Regions from separate parts of the Arachis hypogaea genome. Here region 2 is linked to region 1. The links are chromatin contacts, called in public Hi-C maps. All regions are on one chromosome and are shown on one strand. Each heading gives the region's core, a stretch centred on a gene start, on an enhancer-like site or on the middle of the called end of the contact. The rest is flanking DNA. Distances are from core to core; before and after follow the strand shown.

Region 1 (5,123 bases), core at 233-2,732:
AATAAATATAATAAAAAAATAAAAAACAAGATTAAACAAATTAATATTATTTAATTTTTTTCACTGAAAAGAATTCACTCCCGAATGATCGATCAGAATACGGACCACAATATCCAATGAAGATAATTGGATAAGAAAATTAAATATGTTGTCTTTTTCCTGCTGCTAAGCCAATCACACCAAGATGATAGGATTAGGTGAATGTACTCTACCAATTTTGTTGTGAAAACAAATGTCTTTTTTTTTTTTCTTTTATAGAATTTTAACCACTATGGCATATTTGTTAGGTAGCGTTTGGTGAAAAGACATATACCTAAAGACTAAAACTAAGAGATAGAGACTAAGAGACAGAGATTGAAATAAGTTTTAGTATTTTGTTTGGTGTTAAGTGAGAGACAAAAATTGAAACAAGAATAAAATTCTAATTTAATTTGCACAAAGGATAAAATTGGAATTAATTAATTAAAATGAGAATATTTTAGGTATAAAATGTTATTAAAGTTTCAGTCTCTGTTTCTAAAAAATATCAGTCCCCTGTGTCCCTACATTTTAGAGGTACTGAAATACTGAAATTTTGGGAACAGAGACAGAAATTTTAGTACCAATCTTTGAGCCAACAAACATGATACTATGTCTCAGTCTCTCAGTCTCTGTCCCAGTACTGCAAAACAAACGCTACCTTAGTGAATGGATAACCACTAATTCTAATATTTGTTGGTGGTAAAAAGTTAGACACGAAACCATCACAAAACAAATATATCTTATGAAATAGTAAAATTGATGACGTGAATATTCTATATATGTAAAACAAATACATATATAGAGATATTTTAAAATTTTTAACATGATAAAATACGGGGACTACATACATTAAAATTATATTTAATTATATTCACATCACATGTCTAACACTTAAGAAAGAGTTTTATGAAGTTTTGGACTCTCTCACCATATATATATGAATTAGCTTTTATTAGTGATGATTCTACCAAAATCTTATAACTCATTACAATAAACTTCTAACGTTTATTTGAAAATTTTATGAAGTTCCCTTTCCACTCTTTATTTTAATCTGTTTTCTTTAACACTGAAAAAGTTGGTTGAGGAAAAAAAAAAAAAACTCCCATTTGATGCCAATATCAATTTTTAAAATACCCTCAATTAGTTATTTACAATATAATTTAGTTCTTACTTTTTTTTGGACAAAAAAGGCATGCCAATTACTATTATATGAGAATTATATATGTATCAAAGACACATAGAGACGTAACTAAATTAAAAAAGAATAAGAAAAAAAGAAGAATATATACCCACACTTACTGTTTTTGTAAGTGGTCCTTGATGGGTTAAGATGATTAGGCAATGATAAGCTCATAATTATAGATGATTGTAAACCATAAATATTTTGGGCTTAGTAGATCCTAACCTCAAATAATAGATGAACCTTGGGGCCCTTATGTCCTGAAATTTTGATAATAAGAGGACCACATTGATGCATACATATGAAGGGAGTTTCAATTCATTCAGTTATTGTTGTCAATGTCCTATGAGTATACCTTCCATTCTGTTACCTTAGGAAACAGAATTATTTCTTGTTGTTTAAATCATATAAGTTGCTCACATGCCATCACATGGCCCTTGTAGGCTTTTATGGTCCTCCACATACACCACCACGTACTAATTAAGGGATGTATATTATCATTTATTGGTTTAATTATTCTATTCGTATTTATTATAGTTTATTAAATTTGTAATTAAGTTTTTATATTTTTAATAAAATTTTTATATTATTTTTAATTTTATAATTAATCTTTCGAGTATAAAAAATATTAGAATTAACTGAATATTTTTACTCAAATTGAAAATATTCATAATTAAAAATCTAATTAGATATTTAATCGCATATATTTTAGGAGAAATATCTTGATCATTTTACTATTTTTTACATAAAAAAATTCTAATTACAAAATTAAAAGTAGTATAGGACTTCAATTGAAAAGAAAAAAAAAGTATAGATGTCTAATTAAAAATTTAATAAAATTATAGGAGAAAGTATAGGGAGTCAATGGAGTATTTGTACAATGTGTACAATGGGGTTTAGAAATGTTTAATTCAGTAGAATATCAGATGTTTATTATTTCTGGTACCGGATGGTTATTCTGGATAGTATGAATATATTGTGTTTGAGAAATTAGTAGCATTTTACCCTGGATGTTCATTTTCTAACTTATATTGGGTCAAATAAATAATCTATTGTACACATTGTATAAATATTCCATTAACTCCCTAGCGGAATTCAAATTATAGAGACCAACAGAATACTTAAACCTCAAACCTCAGGTAAACTTGCATTCTCATTCTTAATTATTGTAGGGAACCCTAAATCTTGAGACATAGCACATAAATTAAAAGATTTTTCAGTATTCGAATCTTTTTAACCTAGTAGATAAATTAAAATTGGCTTCAAACTTAGTCTATCTCAATTCCTTTATTAGTAACCACTAATTAATTATTTTAGAAGATTTTAAATATCTTTAGAAAAAACCTCATAAACTATATATGATATCATGATTTGAATATCCTAATCTGGCACTGTATTGGCATATAGTAGTAGTAGTGTGACTGTGTGAATGTGCTTGTATTGTGTTAGAGGCATATCTATGGTATCCATATTATTTCAACATCATAACTACTATGAGACTTGACCATGCCATTAATGGTGGTCCTCAATTTTTCTGAAGCTGAAGAATTGGAGAAACAAAGCAAAATCGTGTGCATGGCTTTGTCCCTCCAAAGGGTCATTGTTACATTGCTCTATGTCCCTCTTTATGTAAACAACAAAGTCCAATTGATATAGACCTACCTATAACACAACTGACAAACCTAAATAATAATTGTTGGAAAAAAAAAATTCTAAATTCTTTGTGGTACCAGCCAACTTATCATACGTACATTCTATTATCCCTACACTTTCCACTTTGGCTTTATTTTTTTTAACTAGTTTTAGTATTTTAGATATAAGGATTTTTTTAACTATAATTATTAATTTTTTGAGATCATTTTCGTTGCATACAGCACATAGTTATTCTCATTCGGACACGTGCATAGATCCACAATCATGCAATAAAATTTGAGTGAAAGATGTGACTGTGGTCCTTATTTGCTTCACTGTAGCCCATCATATAAATGTTAAAGTTGCATGCACTTAGTGAAAGATATTTATTTTTTTTAGCCTTGTGAGTGGTGAGGGATCAACAAAGAGGAATTAAGTTAATAAAAATGAGCAAAAGATATAAAAAAAAGTAAAACAACTAAATTTTAGAACCAAAAATATAATGTTTTAGCCAATCAAGTTAGTAAGTACCAAAAGCATACTTTCCTTGTAAGGCATGAAGCCATGAAGGGAAATGTTTTGGAGAGGAAAATTGATGTGTGGTTGATGGATGGATGAAACCTAAGTAGGGTGGGATCCACACCCTCATCCAAAATAAAGTTCTTTGACACATTTGTATGTTAATATTTACACATAACAATTATTTTTTAATAATAATAAATGGAGGTGAAAAAAATAATTAAATTCATCAGTTAAGTTTTTACCTTATTTAATTTGATTTCTATTTCAATTTATAACTTCATCTTCTAAACCCTATTTGTGAAACCTATATTTGTATTTGGCTTTGGTTCATTTGGTTGGGCTATGACATGGTTTGTTAATTGTCTCTTACATTTATATAGCATTATATAGCATGGTATGCATCTATAATAGGCTTCTTTATTTACAAAGAATAATACTAGGGAATTAATTTTTTCTAGCTAATATGAGTCAAATTTTTCTAATATTATTTTATTTATTTTAAATTTTAAATTCTAAATTATAAATCTTCAAGCCAAATCCTAAATTATACTTTTTTCATTTGTGAATTACTGTTTGCCGCTAACCTAATCCTTTTTATATAAAAGATACCAGAAAAGGTGATTAATAGGTTTTTAGCCAAAAAATTTCATTTTCACTCTCACTAGATCAGTCACTCCTTCACTTAAAGCCAAAAATAAATAAATAAATAAATAAATAAATGAAAGCATAAGAAAATCCCATATAGGCTTGATCATTAATTGTGCTCCTTCAATTTGTTATGATTTCAACTTTTAGAGAATTTGGGGTTTAAAATTAAAATTGAAAGCATAACAAAATAAAAATTCTAAAGAAAAAAATAATTATTAGTATCCATGAATTTTGTGAATGTTGATAAAAGTATCCATCAAACAAGAAAATTAAAGTTGTACTCATAAAAATGAATTTTATACTACAAAAATAGCCAAAATTTAATTTTTGTTGACTTTTTAACAAAATTCCCAAATTAACTCATCGTTCATCTTCAACCTTAATTTCACGGCCTCTCTTCTTTCCCAAACTACGCTCATCCTTTGGAAATGAAAAGTTTCAATACAAAAGTATCCAAAACTCTTAGAATCTGAAAGGTTCTTCCTACCATTTACACCATCACCACACAAAAAAAAAGGCTAAATTGCCAATTAATTTACAAAATCAAGCCATACCAAAATTTAAATTGCCAAAAAAAGTGAACAAACCCTCAATCTCAAAATGTTAATTAGAAAAACAGACTTAGTATAGAAAGATGGCAACAAATGTGAGGTGGCCATGACAGAAGAAATCATTGATGCGACGACGACAACGAGACTCTGCGAAAGGCAGCGATGATAGGCGACGAAGAGGCTGCTGGAGGCAGCAATAATGCTGCTAGTGGTGGTGACGATTCTGCTGGAGGCGGTAATGACAAGGAAGATCGATTAGGAGGTCGTGACGATGACAAACGAGCGTGGAGTAGGAGACGATCTTGTTGAACAAGCGTTGTGTAAGATATGGCGAAGATGAGATGACGACAGTGAAAAAGCGATGATCAACAGTAAAAATAGTTGTTGTAGATTCAACCATGTTAAACTTCTTATTCTGATTATGGTTCTTTCATATCTGAAAGAGTATTTTTTGGTGAATTTTGAGAAGAATAAGAAGAAGAAGATGATTTGGGAGAAAAAAATAAAGGTGCTAAAACTGTAGCCATTGATATATGGAATTTTTGAAGCACTACTGTTGTTGAAGTTTA
Region 2 (5,539 bases), core at 1,734-4,233, 38 kb after region 1:
ACATAATAATGTTCAAAATCACTCAAGTATGTATGTCATAAATATAATATACCAAAATCATCATATCCACGTATCCAATTTCTGGTGCAAATCACCGCTTCAACATTATCTGACAACAAACGACTTCTATACTTATTCAAAACATGAGAACCCATGCTAAATGCATATTCTGAAGCCACGGTAGTAATAGGAATGCTCAACAAATCTCGTGCCATTAGTGATAGTGTTGAAAAACGATGATGGTTGTCTTTCTACCATTGCAAAACATCAATGATTGCATCATTGCAAAATAATGTTGCCTCACTCAAATAAATATCTAGTTGGTTCTTTCCACTTTTCACTTCAGCTTCTTGATTACGGGACATCAAATCCTTTGCATTACAAACAACATATGAATCAAAAAGCATAAAAAATAAAAAATACATATAACCAAGTAGATAAAAATACTTACACCAACAATTTTAATAAGCTGAGTTCCAATTGCAGAAGATGTTACTTGAGAAAAATTATTTGAAAGTTGGGAAGAACTCTCTACAGTTGTAGAGAAATTTTGGTCATAAACTTCAAAAATCTTGTATAACTTACTCTTCACATGCTCCACTTTGTCTTTAGCACTAATAGGATCAATCTCATTATAGCAATGAACCAAAGTGTTGAGTTTAAATCTAGGATCAAGAACTACCCTAAATGCAAGAACAACACTGTATTCTTCCCAATATTTCTTGAACTTAATCATCATTTTTTCTCCCACATTCCTTATAAGCACTTCATTATTCTTCAAACTATTTATTAAAATAAGCTGGATTTGCCAAACTTGTAAAAAATACAAGTTGGATGTTGGGTAAGAAGTTCCAGACATCAACTTGGTAGTTTCATAAAATGGTAACAAGAAATCACATATCTTTTCAGTTCTTCTCCACTCATCTGATGAAGGACAATACTCCCTAAACCCAGCTTCTTTTACTTTATACATTTCAAAAGCTTTCTTATAAGGAATAGCACTTGCAAGCATTGCATAAAGTGAATTCCACCTAGTAGGAACATCTAAAAATAATGCATTCGTATACTCAAGTCCCTCAATATCTTCAAAACATTCTTTAAACTTAACCATTCGACTTTCAGATTTTCTCAGAAACTTAATAGACTCTCTAATCTTATACACTGCATCACCACATATTTTCATTCCATCTTGGACAATAAGATTTAAAATATGAACAGAGCAACGAACATGAAAGAATTCACCACCACACAACAATAAACCATACACATCCAAAGTACTTTTTAAGTGTTCAACACAAGTATCATTAGAAGAAGCATTATCCAAAGTAATGAAAAAAATCTTTTTATCAATTTTCCACTCAGTCAAAAGCGTAAAGATTTTAGAAGACAACTCAAATCCTGTGTAAGGAGGAGGCATATCACAAAAATTGAGAATTTTACTTTGTAATTTCCGGTTCTCATCAACAAAATGTACAGTCAAACATATAAACCCCTCATTGGTACTGGAAGTCCAAAGATCAGATGTTAAGAAAATTCTATTTGGAATGGAAACTAAAATTTTTTTAAGTTTCGCAGCTTCTCTCTTGTGAACTTTCACTATGTCAGCCTTAACCGTATTCCTAGAAGGAAGTTTCAAAGTTGGACTAATATATTTCACCCAATTTCTAAATCTCCTATCATCAACCATATTAAAAGGCTTATCCCCAGCAACTACATACCCAGCAAACATATCTCTAGCCACTCCTGAATCAATCTTAAGTGAACCCATTTTAAGTTGCAATTCTGCTATAGTCTGACCAATATCTTCATGCTTAATTTGAGTACAACTATCAAGATTCCATTTTATAGTAGAAGTGCCATATCGCTTACCTCCATCTTTAAACACCTTCTTGCATCCTTTACACTCAGCACATTCTACTCCATCCTTATCTGGACCGAGCTTTTTGAAAAAATTCCAAACATCGGAGGTTGCTAGTCTTAGCCTTTTCAAACTAGATTCATCAACCTCGATCGGAGCAGCCTCAGAATCAACTCCAATAGTAACAAGGTTACTCACAGTTTCAGAATTCATATTTTCTGAAATAAAAGCAAACGTAAATTGTTTATATGAACTAGGTTCATCAACCATTAGCAGACCACACAAAAAATAGCAAACAATTTCTGAATCTGCATCAGATTCAAGTATTCAACCAAATATCAACCATTATCAACCATAATTAAAACTCAACTATTATGAAACAACACAAAAAACAGGAAACAATTTCTGAATCCGCATCAGATTCAAGTATTCAACCAAATATCAACCATTATCAACCATAATCAAAACTCAACCGTTATCAAACAACACAAAAAAATAGGAAACAATTTCTGAATCTGCATCAGATTTAACCAAATATCAACCATTATCAACCGTAATCAAAACTCAACCATAATCAGATTTAACCAAATATCAACCATAATCAAAACCCAACCAAATATCAACCCTAATTTACCTATATCAAACAGCACAAAACACAACAAACAAACCTAAATTGATGAATCTCAAACCATAAGTTAGAAAACTAACCAGAGGAGGCGAGGAGCAGCCATGTCGTAGTGATGAAGATAAACAAGGAGACCCAGAGTCCCAGAGAGCGAGACCAGCAGCGAGAGGACAAGACCCAAGAGCCCAGGACCCAGACCAGCAGCGACGACGGCCAGACGGAGCAGCAGCGGTGGCTAGAACCCAGTAGGCCACGATGACCGAAGATCGACGTGACTCAGTGACTGCGACTCAGCGAGCGTCAGGGGTGAGGACGGAACTCTGAAGTGCGAGCTGAGCTCAATGGAAGTGTGAGATGGCGGGTGTGAGGTGTGACCGTGTAAGACTGGAGAAGCTGAAGGCTGAAGGCTGAAGCCTCTGTGTTGACTGTTGAGGATGACCGAGTGAGAGACTGAGAGTGACGGTGAGGAATTGAGGAACTGAGGAACCGAGTGAGAGCCATCGAGGAGATTGGAGACGAGGAACTGAGGAAGCTGTAACTGCAAATCTGGAAGTGGAATTAGGGATTCATTAGGGTTTCACTGGGGATTAGGGATTGGGTCGGGTCGGGTGGGTGGGTTCATGGGTTTTGGACTTCTGGGTCTAGGTTCATGGGTTCACCTTAAAAAAAATGCCTCAGCCCGCCGGGGAAGCCCGCCCCGCCCTGCCAAAGCCCACGGTTTAAGCGGTTTGGGTTAGGCGGACTTTTGTCTTTCGGCGGTCCCAAATTTCCAGCCCAGCCCGCCTTTTTTGGCGGGTTACGCGGGCCGGCCTGGCGGATTTAGGCCCGTTTGCCACCCCTAGTTGCAGTGATAGCTTGCGAGCGCGACGACCATGAGGCGGCGGTAGCAAGACCTGTGGCGCCGGCGCCACCTTCCTCTTCTCCTCCCTCAGTTCTCTCTCTTTCTCTCCGTTATCTCTTTCCTCTCTCTCTTTTTTTTCCATGAATTGCTGCTGAGTTTGGGAAGAGAAGAAGGGACTTTGGTGGCTGAAGGAGGTAAGGCGGCTAGGGTTAGGAAAATTGGGGGTTAGGGAGCTATTTGGGGATTTAGGATTTTGGTAAAAATTAGGTATAGGGATAGTTTGGTAATTTTAATAAAATTGGAGCGTAAAGTATTAATATTTAAAAAATTAATTTAATCTCTAAAATTACTTTAAAATATTATTTGTGGTATAAAAGTACTAATTGATTCTCAATAAATTACTCCAATTGAAAATACATGGTAATATAATTAATTTTCTTTACCTTTAACTTAAAGTAGTAAATAATATAAATATAAAGCATCTAAAATCGAATCATATAAAATTCTTATTATCTCATAACTACCAACTTTATAATTTAAATATAAAAAATAATTCAATAATTATAAAATTAAACAAAATCCTAATTTAAATAGCCAAACCTCATTATTTTCAAATTTCTAGAACTTTAAATCATAAATAGGAAAATAATCCATAGGTATAGAGTTTGGATAAAAACCTTAATTTATTTTAAAACCAATTAATTGCCTTTAATTATTTTCAATAAAAATAATTTTTGAAATTAAAATTATAAATAAATATATCATTTGGGATTACTTCAAAATAAAACTTTTCAAAGGTCTTGGATCTTACAGATATAAATAAATGTAATCTTATGCAAATTTTGTAATATTAAAATTAAGAAATACCACACAAGAATCGTTAGTTATGATGATGATATATAATTGATTTAGAGAGAAAAAAGAACAACAATAAAAATAAATATTAAAAAATATGGAATATTAAATCGACAAAAAGATTAAATAAATCATATTAAATGCTAATAATGAGAGAAAACAATTAAAATTATAGTAACATCATAAAAAAATATTTCATATCTAAGATATAATAATATTTTTTTTATTTGAAATGCATATCAAATGATATATTTAAAGAAAATTTAACTTGCTTATGTGTATTCTAGGATAACATTTATTCATATATATATATATATATATATATATATATATATATATATATATATATATATATATATATATATATATATATATATTTGGAATGTAGATTGAATTTTTTTAAAAATAATACAAGTGTAATTATTCGTGCAATGAACGAGATAAGATCGAATAAAATAGTTTTAACAGAAGACTAATTTTTTTTAAATATAAAGACCCATATAAGAAAAGCTATAATCCTAAAACCCTAATTAATAGGATAACAATTTCCAAATTAAATTCTTAAAAAATTCTCCTATAAAGTAATAAATAAAATATCATAAATATTGATTCTTATTCTAAACTTTAACATAACTCATGGACTTATTTCAAATGCCTTAACATTCACAAGAATGTATAGTAACCATGTTCTTCCTTCATATGAACTTGTAACAACGATGGAATGTCGAAATATTTGTTGCATATACTACAATTACTTGAATTATAAGTAACTGGATTGTGAGCCTTGCTCTTATGGGCGCGCAAATTTTTTGAAGTTGAAAACTTCTTATCACATTGATCACATTCGTATTTCTTTTTTTGATCAGACGTGATGAACAATATTAATATTCAAGTAAGAAAATATGTAGAATAAAATAGTAAAGCAAATAATAAGAATATATTGAACAACTATTATGGTATAGTAGGTATATATAGAAGAACTTTGTATGCTTTAAAATAAGTGTTATATATTTAGTTTTTTAATATTTGATTCAATTTCCTTATTTGAAGATATGCTTAAAAAATATAAAATACATACATAAAAATATTGAGGATGAGATATAAATAAATGTAATCTTATGCAAATTTTGTAATATTAAAATTAAGAAATACCACGCAAGAATCGTTAGTTATGATGATGATATATAATTGATTTAGAGAGAAAAAAGAACAACAATAAAAATAAATATTAAAAAAATATAGAATATTAAATCGACAAAAAAGATTAAATAAATCATATTAAATGCTAATAATAAGAGCAAACAATTAAAATTATAGTAACATCATAAAAAAATATTTCATATCTAAGATATAATAATAT

Evidence for each region. Hi-C and Micro-C count contacts between places; a contact is called where the count stands out from the background.
Region 2: a Hi-C map of leaf shows a contact between it and region 1, with 1.9 times the contacts expected there. The contact joins the promoter of LOC140173762 here to the enhancer-like site in region 1. A contact is called at or near these places in 2 of 8 Hi-C or Micro-C datasets (both in leaf).

What each region holds. Positions count from the first base shown.
Region 1 is chr6:110,026,644-110,031,766 of arahy.Tifrunner.gnm2.J5K5, forward strand. No RefSeq gene overlaps it. Among protein-coding and RNA genes, the nearest start is that of LOC112754163, 7.1 kb to the left of the region's middle. Within about 2 kb of position 1,483, at least 2 of the 3 cell types and tissues checked have open chromatin away from gene starts, as enhancers often do.
Region 2 is chr6:110,062,977-110,068,515 of arahy.Tifrunner.gnm2.J5K5, forward strand. It overlaps LOC140173762 (zinc finger BED domain-containing protein RICESLEEPER 2-like), which reads right to left and starts at 2,984. Exons shown (of 3, transcript XM_072198337.1): 1 at 2,798-2,984; 2 at 452-2,166; 3 at 252-371. The coding sequence starts at 2,984. The coding sequence ends at 252.